Linked DNA regions of Zea mays: region 2 is linked to region 1. Evidence: chromatin contacts called from public Hi-C data. All regions are on one chromosome and are shown on one strand. Each heading gives the region's core, a stretch centred on a gene start, on an enhancer-like site or on the middle of the called end of the contact. The rest is flanking DNA. Distances are from core to core; before and after follow the strand shown.

Evidence for each region. Hi-C and Micro-C count contacts between places; a contact is called where the count stands out from the background.
Region 2: a contact with region 1 is called in a Hi-C map of bundle sheath, with 3 times the contacts expected there. The contact joins two enhancer-like sites. A contact is called at or near these places in 5 of 25 Hi-C or Micro-C datasets (bundle sheath, ear, endosperm and 2 more).

The regions. Positions count from the first base shown.
Region 1 is chr1:95,337,487-95,344,004 of Zm-B73-REFERENCE-NAM-5.0, forward strand. No RefSeq gene overlaps it. Among protein-coding and RNA genes, the nearest start is that of TRNAW-CCA, 43 kb to the left of the region's middle. Within about 2 kb of position 3,100, at least 17 of the 20 cell types and tissues checked have an H3K27ac peak or open chromatin away from gene starts, as enhancers often do. A contact at or near this core is called in bundle sheath, endosperm, leaf and 1 more, where this site is marked.
Region 2 is chr1:95,463,808-95,470,957 of Zm-B73-REFERENCE-NAM-5.0, forward strand. No RefSeq gene overlaps it. Among protein-coding and RNA genes, the nearest start is that of LOC100279482, 48 kb to the left of the region's middle. Within about 2 kb of position 1,669, at least 16 of the 20 cell types and tissues checked have an H3K27ac peak or open chromatin away from gene starts, as enhancers often do. A contact at or near this core is called in bundle sheath, endosperm, leaf and 1 more, where this site is marked.

The DNA.
Region 1 (6,518 bases), core at 1,850-4,349:
CGTTGACTCGGACCCTTATGGACTAAAAGGTCATTCTATCTTTAAGTCGGTTCGACCCTTCATCTTCGAATATGCTGTAATACCGAAGCTTCATGAATGGTACCTTCGACATCACGTACAAGCAGCTTCAGCCAAAGCTATTTCTTTCCACAGGACCTTCGGCGACGAAGCATGGTCCCAACACATAGTAACCCAAATTCTAATGTGATTAAATACACTGATGCTTGATGTTTATATGATCCCATAATGGCCTATCGCATATAGTCTTACACGAAGGAACAACTATTTCATGGAAGTCTTCGAAACAGACTCTGGGTGGCTACCTCAAGAAATCACCGTGAAATAATTGCATTGTATGAGGCTTTACGTGAATGTGTCTGGCTTCACAGAATGATCAACCACATACAACAACCATGTGGCATTGGTGCCAGCGATTAACTAATTGTTATCTATGAAGACAATTCTGCTTGTATTACACAAATATAGATGGACTACATCAAGAGCAACATAATAAATATATTTGTCCTAGGTTGTTTTATCCCCATGAATTAAAAAAATGGGTGAAGTAAACATCCTGTAAACCAAATTATGTGATAATCTCAATAATTTATTCACTAAGCCCTTACCAAATTCATCCTTTTAGAAATGTGTTCATGAGATTAGTTTATGGTGACTTTGAGATTTGCAAGGTTAGGGGGAGAAATATCTTAGACGTTGCATTATCCGGCCAGTAATGTAACTCAGGTTTCTTTCTTTGTGGTCCACTGTAGTGGCAGAGACCATATTCCTTTCCTCTCACACTGTCCTAGGGATCTTCTCGTTCACACAAATCACAACCCACGGTGGCCTTTTTATATTCTATTCTAGAGAAGGGAGAAAAGAGAAAGGGCCGGATTCTCCTCCTTATTTCGAAAGAAGCGAGGGAGCATGGCTTTCTATGATCTGATCCCAGATCGATCATTTCATTTGTTTTCCGTGCTACAGAAGCTGACGAAAGACGGCCTCGGTCAAAGCGGCGGCGGCTGCGTTCTCGTCCTTTCAGGCGCCGATCTCGTTTTCAGGAGCAGCGGAGCGTAGTCAGAGCTACTGTGCTAGTGCTAGTAGTCGCTGCTGCTTTGTGTCGATCGAGATCGACGCTGACGGTGCTTTTACAAGATGACGAATCATTGATTTCTAATCTTTTCGATGTCCTATTAGTTGTCCTATGTTAAGGGCTAGTTTAGTAACTTCATTTTTTCAAGCGACCAAATTAAAATCCCTTGAAAAAATTGAGTTATCAAAATAGCCTTAAGAGTCTTTTTCTTTCGAATGTCTAAAAAATAAAAAAATACTCATCCAGTAACTATTTCTTTTGTTTTTATCATGTGTGTTGCAGGGTTAATAACCTAGATAGATTTCTAACAGAACATGCGGGTGTTTGAAGAAGCAAGTTTCGGACGACCATGGTGCACGTGCTTCGGACGAAGCATAATATAAACAACCTTTGAGGTCTAAGGAGCTAAACCGAGAGAAGGAGAAGGACAACCTTACCTCTGGCATGTACAATAGTTTGAATGTATAGGGATTAAGGATATAATTGTAAATTCGTCTGAAACATATCTCGAGCATATAAAAAGAGGAACAGTGTTATGCGTTGGAGACACTTTTTGGACGGGTGAAACTCATTTTTTTCTCTCTATACGAAGCTATAACTTATGTACTCCCTTGTACCCCCTCGTTGTAATTTTTACGAAGATGAACGTATATGTTCAATCTTTGAATTCATATAATAAGGAAGAGGGATTTCAACACATTCTGTCTTAAACCAAACCTACATAAGCAATTTCTTGTAATCATTGTATTTTGTTTAATTTCCTGTTTCATTATTTAATTTCTTGTAATCATTGTATTTTGTTTTTGTCTATGTTTGAATGACCCACTTACATAAGCAAATTTTTATCTTCATCCTTTCATTTTATCTTCTCTCCAAGAATGATAAAAGGGGATGACTATGAAGGTTGACCTGTTTATTTGTGTTGTCTTGATTTTTAATACATTTACGGGATTGAAATCAAGTGACTAACAGACACGGTCTTCAAAATTTAACTTTGACCAATGTTTTTCTATTAAAATACAATAAGCTCTTAATATATTTATACTTTTACAAAAGTATTTTTAAGACAAATCAGTGCTTAAATATTAGATTCCAAAACTAAATAACAAATTAGTTATTTGTAGTCAAAATTTTATAAATTTGATTTCAATTTATCTAAAACGTTAAGTAATAGTACAGCGGAGTTAGTATAGGTTTTCTAGTTCTGTTCCTAGCAGCACTATTTGATCGCAGCAGCAGGTTCCTTTTTGAAATTTACTGCCAGTAAAATAACCAATGGAAACGGCACTAGCCAGCCTGACACTCCGCTTTTGACCATCACCTCGCTTTGCAGGCAAGCGACGTGAACCATCATCGGCTACGGCTATGCATGTCTTGTCTGCAGAGAGGAGGACCAGCGTCTCCAGCTAGGCATCCAATCACACCATGATCCATGAACATACGCACTGGACTGTTTGGATAACATCCGAGATGATTCTTACTGATGTTTAATTTTCTGCTACAACTTAGCCGACTTTTATATTTGACACGCTAAGCTAGTTTAGAAACCACGTTTTTTCGAGTGAATTTTATTTTCATTGAGGAAATTAGTTCATTTTCTCTTGAAAAAATAGAAATCTGATGGAAAAATAGAGTTCCCAAATTAACTCTAAAAGTATGACATTTCTTCTTTTTTTCAACTCTTGCTGGATAAACAAAATCTCTAGTACAGTAAATTCTGTCGTAAACAAAACAAGCTCTCCAAACCTAGGGCCTGTTTATTCGTGGCTAACTATACCACACTTTGCCTAAGGTTAGTCGTTCAAATTGAAGAACTAATCTTATGCAGAAAAGTTAGGCAAAATGTGACAAATTAGGTAGGGAACCAAACATGCCTCTAACCGCGGGCAGCGGCGGCCTTCGTCGTCATGGTGGACAGCAACGCACGGGTCGGGCCAAGATAGCGTGGCAGGTCCGAGCAGGGCCTGCTTCACGATGGGCCTTGCCACCTCGGCACAATCCGCCCACTTCATAAAAACGTGGCGCGTCTGGGCGCCCATTGGGCCTTATCCCTAGGCAGAAACAACGCTGTGGAGCTCACGCAGTCGCACAGCGCCGTGTACGGCGGAAGACCGCGTGTTGGCCCACGTACGTATATATATGAGATAGCAACTCAACTGTAGAGATGCATGAATGCGCGTACAGACAGGAAAGAGAGAAACACGCTAATAGGTTAATGGTCCACGGTTGCCACAGAAAGATTCTGTGTCTTTTTCACCCTTTATTTCCGAAAGAGGAAACGGAGATGCATTTCGCCTTGGATGCATTGCATGCATGCATGGGAGCCATTGATGTGGAGTAACGACGGGGACGCCTCAATCAAAGCAAGACGTGTGGACATGGACGAGTAATTGTCAAAATTTTGTTGTTGTTGTTGTCGTCGACCGGCTCCTTTTGCCCTTGTCACTCGGAGACGGAGCACGGGAGCAGAGCGTGGCTTCATTTGCTGGTCTAGATCTGGACGCTACAATAATTTCTGACATCATCCAACAAAATAAAACTTGCTTACAACTATTTATTTTTGGCAAATGAAATACCACTGACGTACTGGCATATAGTTCGTACTAACGCTACAATCTCACGAAGAGGAGCGAAGAGACCAACAACGACAACGGTCAGGGGCGACGCCATATACACTTTGCCCGGTGGAGTGGCAAAAAAATATTTTCTATTAGCCAAATATATTTTGACCATATATTTCTAAGATCTTGTGTATATTCTTAATGTGTGCAATGTGGTGAAAGTGACATTGGCTTCGCCCCTGACAACGGTGGCACAAGGAGAGAGGTTGACAACGGCGGCGCTGAGGGTGGGCGGAGGGGTGGCTGCCCTGCCCCCGATTTCAAAGGGCCTAACCCTAGATATATACTTATATTGGCTAGACTATCTATTTATAGTCTATTAGTTCAGCGGTAAAGTGTCGAAAAATTGTCAACCACGATCCATATCCTGATCATATTTAAATATGATAGAAGAAATTTTTAAGGTAATAATATGTACTTTTTTATTTTTTTATTTGAGGTAAATATTTTTATATGTATATTGAGTGAAATGCCTATACATTAAACTTGTCTTGGGCCCCTAAAATCTCATGGGCGCCACCAGAGGGGAGGAGGCGACATGACACGATGGAGGCTGGGGGCGGCCGGGTCGTCGTAGGGGAAGGGGAGGGACGAGGGAGAAAGGATGATCCAAATAATATTGGTCATGTTTGTTTTAGTTTTTCGGCTTCTGGCCACCAGAAACGCTCAGCTTTACAACCAGCTTCTATAAGAATCACTTTAGTCAAAACCGTCCGAAATCAACGTGAACACAAAATTGACCGAGTCGTTGCGATAGTACGAAATCGCCATTTTCTACATCCTAAACCGTATGGACTATTTTATCTTTCTGCAAACGTAATCTCCACGATACTCATATTCTATCTACAACCAGATTCTCCCCATAGCCAGATTCTCAGAAAATATTCTTAGTAAAAAGCTGAACCGAACAAACCCATTGTCCGTTGGATTTGAGTGAATAAGGGAGAGAGTTATCTAACGATCCAAACTGTTGGTTTTAATGGTGTGTTAGATCTATGTGCAATTTATTTGATGGATTTAGTGGAGGTTATGAGTAAGGAGGTGATTTGGTTGAGTGGATTTTGCAAAATTTAAACTGGTGAATTATACAGGAGCCATTGGCAATTTTGCCATTATCATTTGTGGGCTTCGCCAATATGCCATCGGACCCACAAATCATAGACACAGACGGTCCCACCAGTCATAGACACGGGATGGCATAATAACAGACAGCCAAAATTGAGAGTGGCAAAATAGCAAATTATACAGTGGGATGTGATAGATAATGTTCGCTGACGTCTGCACGGACGCTTTCTTTTGCTTAGGCAGTTGGATTCGGGTCCGTACGGATACATGTGTGCGTCTTGCATGTTGCTTGCAACTTTGCAAGTTGGAAGATGGGAGTGCTGTACTGCACGAGGACCTCATGCATGCACCAGAGTGGTAGTAGTTTGGTGTGTATATAGGTCACTCTTTCAGACTACGTACACGTTGCTTAACCGTATGCATCTCACAAAGTAGAGGCGCACCGGCCATCCGCTTTGACCTCATGCATTGCTCGCTACCGTAGATGAGATCTGAAAGAGTATATAGGTCACTACCGGCCATACGGTTAATGCATTGCTTAACCGTATGCATTACACGTTGCTTAACCAGAGTGGTAGTAGTTTGGTGATGATACAGTACAGTGTGTATATATAGGTCACTCTTTCAGACTACGTACGTTGCTTAACCGTATGCGTCTCACAAAGTAGAGGCGCATCGACCATCCGCTTTGACCAGCTAGTTGGGCATATCTACCGAGACCATTGCTCGCTACACGTCCACGATTCTCACGGCAGGCATGCGGTAGATGAGATCTGACTGCCTGCCGGATTCGATCGACAAGCCAAAAGCCCATTACCCATCTGCTTGCTCTCGCTTTCACAGTGTGTTCGTTTCGCTAATTTTCTGTCCATGTTCATTGTGTTTATTTCATATGATTTCCCTTCACTGTTCTTAAGCACTACAAAAAATGATTTTGGATTTATCTCCAATCCCACTTAGGCTTTATTTGGATACTCTAATATTGGCACCCATCCACATGTGTTGAGGTTGATTTAGGACTAAATTAGTTCAAGTTACACTTCAATCCATCTCAATATATTTAGACTAGTTAGGTGCCAGTGCGTTGCGACGGACATAAATCAATTGCTTTTTTCGAAGTACAAAAGACATCAGATTCTTGACATATGTCACTAAAATCAGCAACAGAGGAATCAGGATACTATGGAACAATATTATCAATTGTCCCCAATTGAGGTGCTTCAGCGTTGAAGGAAGTTGCTGGCACTCATCGTGGTGGTTCAAGACCAACAACACCACAGAGAACAAACTGGACAAAATGAAAATTCCGTGGAGGGCAAAGCTTGTATCAATGGCAACTGTATTCATTTTACTTTTTTACACACGGTAAATTATAAAGTGTGTAATAACACATGCGTAATACTTTTTGATGATACACTGGAAATTATATTTTTTTACATGGGTAAAAGAATCTTGTTGCTCCAAGGTATCCATTACATTATGGTTAGTTTCTTTCTGCACAAACTTAATACAACTAAGGTTCTTCATCTTTAGCCTTATCCATAACAACATCGTCACAGTAGACAAAACTTGTAGACATGATAATTGCAACCTTTTCATCCCATTTAACATTGATGATATAGCAACCATACCACCTGTCACGAAACCTTGCTTCAAATGGTCACTATGATCATCCCCATCGGTGCCATTAAGTAGTACACATGAAGGCAGACTGCCAAGCGTGTGCAACTTAGTGTCCA
Region 2 (7,150 bases), core at 419-2,918, 120 kb after region 1:
TATTTCTCTAATGATTTTGACTTATTTTGTGCGGAACATGGCATTATACATGAGAGGATGCATCCATATTGACCCCAATCAAATGGGGTATTCGAAAGGAAGAATCTCACGTTGACTAACTTGGTTAACACCATGTTAGACACTGCTAGATTATTTAAGGCATGGTGAGGGAGGTAGTATTGACTACATGTGATGTCCTAAATGAAGTTCCCATGAAGAATAAGGACGACGACGAGTGCTATCCCAGGGGCGACGGCGGCGGCGCGCAGTGGTTCCTAGGGGCGGGGCAGCTCCTTGGGACGTTTACCACGAGCCTGCGGTGGTGACTCCTCAGGGCTGGGGCGGCGAGCCGGCTGGCTACGTCTCCTCGGGCACGGGTGGCGAGCCGGCTTCGGCGCAAGGAGGCGCTGTGTTTGGAGCCATGTAGGGGCGTGCGGGTGCGGCAACGGAGGCTGGACTGGGGTGCGACGGCAGCGGCACTAACCAAAAGCAGAGGCGTGGCTGACAAAACCGAGAGGGCGGGCTCGGCCACGAGCGTGCGAGGACCTAAAACCCCTTAACTCCTGTCGGCTGAGTCTGTGGTCGATGACAATTATATTTATCCCCGTCGGTATTGGAAAGGGCCGATGGGAGTTACTTAAACCCATCGGTTGAAAGATGGGCCGACGTGAATCATCGTAATCCCCGTAGGCTAGAAAATAATTGAGGGAAATGAGTTAATTCCAGTAGAATTTTTCTCTAATCCGACGAAAATTAACTTAGCCGACGGCGGGGATATTCACGATTCATATTGTGAATTGAGTGGAGTTATTAGAGAGAAACTTCTCCATAGATAAAATTTGTTGCACACGTAGTATAGTAATGTAATCGAACTTGTCTATTTTGATAGATAAAAAAAACGAAGATAAACTCGGAAGGATGGTTGTGAGTTGTGACCGACATGGTCCTGTATTCCGATCTCCTAATAGGCTAATATAAATGCGCTACAGTCTCCTAATGATGTTCACGTTGGCCTCGATCTGGTGACGTGTAGAAAGGAATTGGAGCCGCAATTTGCCTTAGCTGCAATTAAAGCTTTTCACATTATAAGGGAGCGATCTGATTTCAGGTAGACACCACACCCATGACCGACCACATAAACAAACTTGGAAAACCTGGACGGTAGTGGTTCTGGGTCCCGGATGTTTGCTCTTTTTTCAGTTAACAAGACAGCAGGAAAATAAAAGAAAAGGGCTGACAATGTTAGGCCACATCGCAAACACAATTAGCGTACTTGTTTATATTGTTTATGTACAATGTACTGATACGATAGTACAATAACAATAATAAAGAAGTAGAAAAAAGAAGGGATGACGTGTTTCCCTTGCAGATCCAGTGAACAGAACGTCCAACTGCACTGCACGATGACCCGATCCGTTTCATCGGTATGACAAATGTGCGGCTTCTTCTGGCGATCGAAAGGGATGCAGGACGCAAGCTTTATGCAATCGGAGTAGCTGGGTGGCCCTGTCGTGTGTTGATTGTACAAGTAAATGCGTTGTCCTGTTCATTTGATCGCTCCCCGCTTCCTCCCCCCCACAGTCCCATGCATGCATCCCCTCCTGTAGCCTACCTGCAGCCCTAGCTAGCTTTAATTTCCCTTTGAGCTTTGACGTCCGAACGACGAGTCGAAGTCGTTATGGCTGGGCCAGCGCCGGTCAACACGGAATCGTGACGTAGCTTAAAGCACGGACGTCGTCCGTACCGACCGATCTCGGTTACTCGCGTGTGGTGATGGCAAAAGCACGAAAAGTCTAAAAATAGAAGTCCAAATCATAGTCCGACATAAAATAATATGGTTTGGGCTACCACGGTCCAAAGGCGGGTCTAACCTGGGTCTTAAATTCCGGTCCGTCGAACCCTCGACACTGCATGCACGCATGGGGCGGGTTTGGACTGACACAGCCCAATGAAGCCCATTTTGTCTAATTTCTTTAAGTTAGTAAGATATAAACTTAATGTGGTTGTATTATTTGGAATTTATGTGGTCAAATGTTGATCCATGGGTTAATATATTTAATTTAGTAAGCTATGAACTTTATGTGATTGTAATATTTGGATTTGATGTGGTTCAAATATATGAGTCGGGCTTGTACCGGCACGACCCAAAAAAGGTACGACGTGCTTTAGGGTCCGACTGGACCACTTTTTCTACACTTTGGGTTAGTCCGGCCTGACATAAAAAAAATTGGCCTTCTTAGCCCAAGCTCATTTGGTCCGAAGCACGATAGGTCTGAACCGATCTGACCCGACCTAATTCCCAGCGCTAATCGTGTGATGTCTTCTAATTAGTAATCGTCATTTTAACAATTTAGATTTAATAATATTTTTTAAAAATAAATCCATCTGATAAATAGAGGGAGCTAATTGGGTTCATTCGCACTCCTTTCTCTCTAATTCACAAGTCTCCACCTATATTTGTTGCCTTCCACTCTGTTTAGATATGGATCTACACTGGAGTCTCAACTTTATTTGATACATTTATAGACTTACTCAACTATCAATCTCTACAATGACTCGAGACCCCTACTAGTGCAGGGCGTGTTTTTTTTTCGACCGTCTTTCTTCTATCCAACATTGGCGAGTAGACGTTCCTGCTCGTCCCCATTTCTTGACTCTGCAACTCCATACATGTATCATCTTCTTTTATATCCTTACCCACCAAGTGTCGATGCTCCTTGTCCTCCCACTTAACCTCATATGACCAATGCTCCTTCTGTTACAACCGAAGCTTATTGCACTGAGTAGTACTAGGGCTAGAAATGAGCCGAGCCGACTCGGCTCGATGTGGCTCGCTATGTGACCGAGCTCGACTCGCCTACTCAATGAGCTATAAAAGGAGACTCGACTCCATACCGGTTCACTGGTCGGCATAGCTTGGCTCGCGAGCCACACCTTGAAAAATAATATTGTATTATAAAGTGAAATAATAGTCTATAAATATGAAATAAATAATCATAATGCGACATTACAAGTAATCTAAATTATAATTGACATATATACATCATTAAAGACTAAGAAACAAGTTGGATATCTATAAAATTATCTAATATCTATTATTATTATGTAGATTGATTAATTTTGTGTAGCTCACGAGTCGGCTCACGAGCCAGAGTGGCTCGTTGGCCCAACGAGCTCAAAAACCTGTCTCGGCTCGGCTCGCTTGAGGTTCGTGAGCCGTTTCGAGCTGAGCCGAGCGACTCTAAGCTCGAGCCGACTCGCGAGCTTCGAGTTTTTTTCCCAGTCCTAAGTAGTATTGTATCATATTTTGGAAACTATGTCATTTTTATTATTTTTAGAGTTTATTAATATTTTATTGAATTATGTATTTTTTATTAATTATGTGATTGGATGATTTTTTTCCAACAAAACACCGTGTTTTATCTCAAACTAGAGTTGGAGCGTTGCGATAAAAAGGTGATGATGGTCGATAACAGTGTAGTCGACAAGTCACGCATGTAGGAGTATGTGTTGTAGTGTCACCGGACACCGGCCTTATCTTTTGGTGTATCATATTGCTACCATGAATCGAACTCTTTGTATCTTCGTTAGCCTCTCCAAGAAAGTCGGGGACTAAGCTCATGCATGGATCTCGATGAACACGACACACTCGCTCTTTTCTCCCCCACCACTCTCGACCTAGAACACAGTTTTTTTTTCCAAACGATCTTCAGGTGGGCCACGCTAATCTCCGAACAATCCAGAAACAAAAGTTCCTTCAGAGTTCAAACTTGAACAGTCCTGCTCCTGCGGATCCTCTCGGTCCTGCCTGCTTGGTCTTCCATCCAGCACGTACACCGGTGATGCTGCTCGCACAATATTAATTACATGTTAAGTCAAAGTGTTTTAGTAAGCGTACGTCAAAGGTTTGGTTGTGTAAGCATCGATTTCCACCACATATTTATCCAGGGTCGTGCCGGTAAAATCCGAGGCCCTGTACAGATTTTGAAACGAGAATCTATCCATGTGAATGTTCATGAGGAAGGTTTTTCTCCCATCTACATCTCTGTTGGAGAATTTGTCTCTGCCGGGAATACGTCTCCATTAAGAAGTGCAATATTTAAAGGTAAATTTAACTTAATTAAATCAAATAAATATAAATTGAGAATCAAGATTTAAAGTTACAAGAGACATATACTTTAGAGTTTAGTTTGTCTATTTTGTAATATGCTATGTATTAATTTTGTAGTATAATTTTAATAAGTCAATGGACTAGTTTAGATTAAGAGAAGTTTCGTGTCTATTTTGTAATATACTTTAGAGTTTAGTTTGTCTACAAGAGACATATACGCGAGGAATGAGGATAAGATGGTTTCCCATCCCCATCACCATGACCACAACGCGGACTAATTTTTTTTTTCTATTTTGGTTCTCGTGTGGACTAAATTACCTCCATACATGTAACACGTCTCCTAATAAAGAAATTCCCTATGGGGAATCAGCTGACCATTACCATCTCTAGTTGTAGCGAAACTCACGCTTCACGGTCATAGAATAGAAACAAGAATACATACGGATAAGTGACGAATTAGAGAGTAATGCAGACTTTCTATTATACAAATGTATTGTAGACTTACACGTTTGAGGCCTTAGAGATTTAGGGGCCCTGTTCGGATGAACACCCTGCACACCCTCCCGCACGGCCCTGTATTTATCATAATTGTTACTTCATTATTCACCTATTCAATCTTTTTGAATAAGTTATGCTCTCACTCTAGGAGAGCAATGCCTGCACAACCTCTGTCAATAGATCTTACTCCTCTTCATCCGACAACGAGAAGCATAGGCGCTGATTGGTTTACAAAATGTAACGTAAATGACAACGATAATGATTCACACTCGAGTACGAGCAATAAAAAGTTTGAATAGGTCGGTATCAATGTCTAGTGTGGTATCTGATTACAGTTGGACTTAGTGTTCAATAGGCCTCCTTTCAGCACATCTACATAGGCCTCCCCTTGTCCAATGTTAAGTTGTCTTCAGCTATAAATGTCCACATGGACCGGCCCGTCGGGCGGCCCACGACCCGGCACGCTCGAAACCTGGCACGGCTCGGCCCGACCCGGTAGATGGCATGCCCGTGCTGGGCCGCCACATTGTACGGGTCGTGCTTGGGCTGCATACACAGCCCATGGTGTAAGCACGGCCTGTCCAAGCTAACACGTGTGGCCTGACACAAGCCCGGTTTAAGCGCACGTGTACATCTGTCGCTGCCGGCCGCGCCCGTTCGCAAAACTCTAGTTCGCTTGTCCCACTTCCCTAGTCCGCACACGCTCGCGTGGCCGCGCCCATTCGCAGAACCCTAGTTCACCTCCCTCGTCGACTCTCGCAGACGGACTCGCTCGTGGTCAACGTCTCTTGCTCCGATCTTGCTCGGTGACTCGGCGTACAGGTTCGACCGTTGGAGCTCCTCTCGTCTGCCTCATTGGTGCTCTGGTTCCAGGTCTGGTGCTCCATCGTTGGCTCGCTGCTCGCTTGCTCCACTGCTAGGTTTGAGATCTGCTCTCGGTATCGGCTTCCAGTGTTGCGTATATGTGTCTGTGTTATCCTCTCTATTCTTTCCTTCTACTACCTTCTAGCTACCCCTCCCGCCCTCCATTACCTCCTAACTTATCTGTTTGGAAACCCTAATCGTCGATCTTTCAAGATCTCCGCTCTATTTTCCCCTTTCACGGCGAATCCGGTGCTCCGTCTTCATAGGTAATAGTACCTACCACCTACCGTTGTCCCTTCCCGCCCTCCATTACCTCCTAACTTCTCTGTTTTTGGTGTAGTTATTTTGCTGTTTGCGCACCGTGAGGAGCCAGACGAGCTGAGTAGAAGGTGCCCATGGATTTAGATCCGGACGCCGAGGAGGAGTGGAGACTTGAAGATCATAATGAGGTGGAGGATTCCATGCGCTTCATCATCGGTAGCACATCGGCCGATGCTGATGTCGCCGCCGCGGCAGATGCTGGAACTGAGGCTAGCACTCGCACCAGATCCTCGAGTCCGACTGCCGTGGCAAGCAGTGCCCGCGGTGGTGGCAAGCGTAGGAGGAGGGGACCTACTTCTAAGGTCTGGGTTGACTTTGAAGAGGTCACTGTGATGGAGCAAGGTAAGGAGGTAAGAATCTCTGCCATTTGCCATCACTGTAGGGAGACTTTATCTGCTAAATCCAGCTCTGGTACTGGGCATTTGCTTAGGCATCTTGATCATTGTCGTGCTAAAAAGAAAAGGAAAGATTTGGCATTGTTCAGTTGGTTCTTAAGTATAACACAGCTGGTACTGCTAGAAGTTGGGAGTACTTTGTTGAAGTTGCAAGAACTAAACTTTGTCGTTTAATTGCTAGATTATATCTGCCTCTTTGCTTTGGAGAATCTGATGCTTTTCATGACTACATTACAAATGCTCACAACCCTAGATTTGTTAAATCATCTAGGCAAACTACTGCTATGGACTTAATCGTGCTCTATAATGATCGTGTGGAAAAACTTGTTGAGGTATTGAAAACCTCTGTTTATTCAGTTGCGCTTACTTCAGATATTTGGAGTGGTAAAGCTAAAGAGGACTACCTCAGTGTGGTTGCTCATTTTTTTTAACTCCGATTGGGGGTTAGAAAAAAGATTGCTTGGTCTAAAACCTATTGAAGTAGCACATACTGGTACTAATATTGTTGAACGTGTTGCAATGGTAGCAGAAGATTATGGCATTACTGATAAAATCTTTTCAATTGTTGTAGACAATGCATCATCTAACAAAACTGCTATGGATATGCTTAAACCTGTTTTTTCTAGTTACATTGGTCATTTAATTCCTGATGATGAAGATATGTCTCATGTTTTTTTTTGCATCATCGCTGTGCTTGCCACATAATTAATCTTATTGTTAAAAGTGGACTGAAACATTTGAAAGAGTATGTTGTGATTTTAGAACTGCTATACTTTTCTTGAATGCATCAAATCAACGTATTGCTGCATATAAAAATATTGTTTTGACTGTTCCTGCCTCCACTATATCTTCAGAGTCTACATTTAGTTTAGCTGGCAGGGTGCTCGAGGAGTGGCGACGACGCCTAACAACAGACATGGTGGATGTTCTCTCTTGCATCAAGGACTGGGAACTAGCAGAT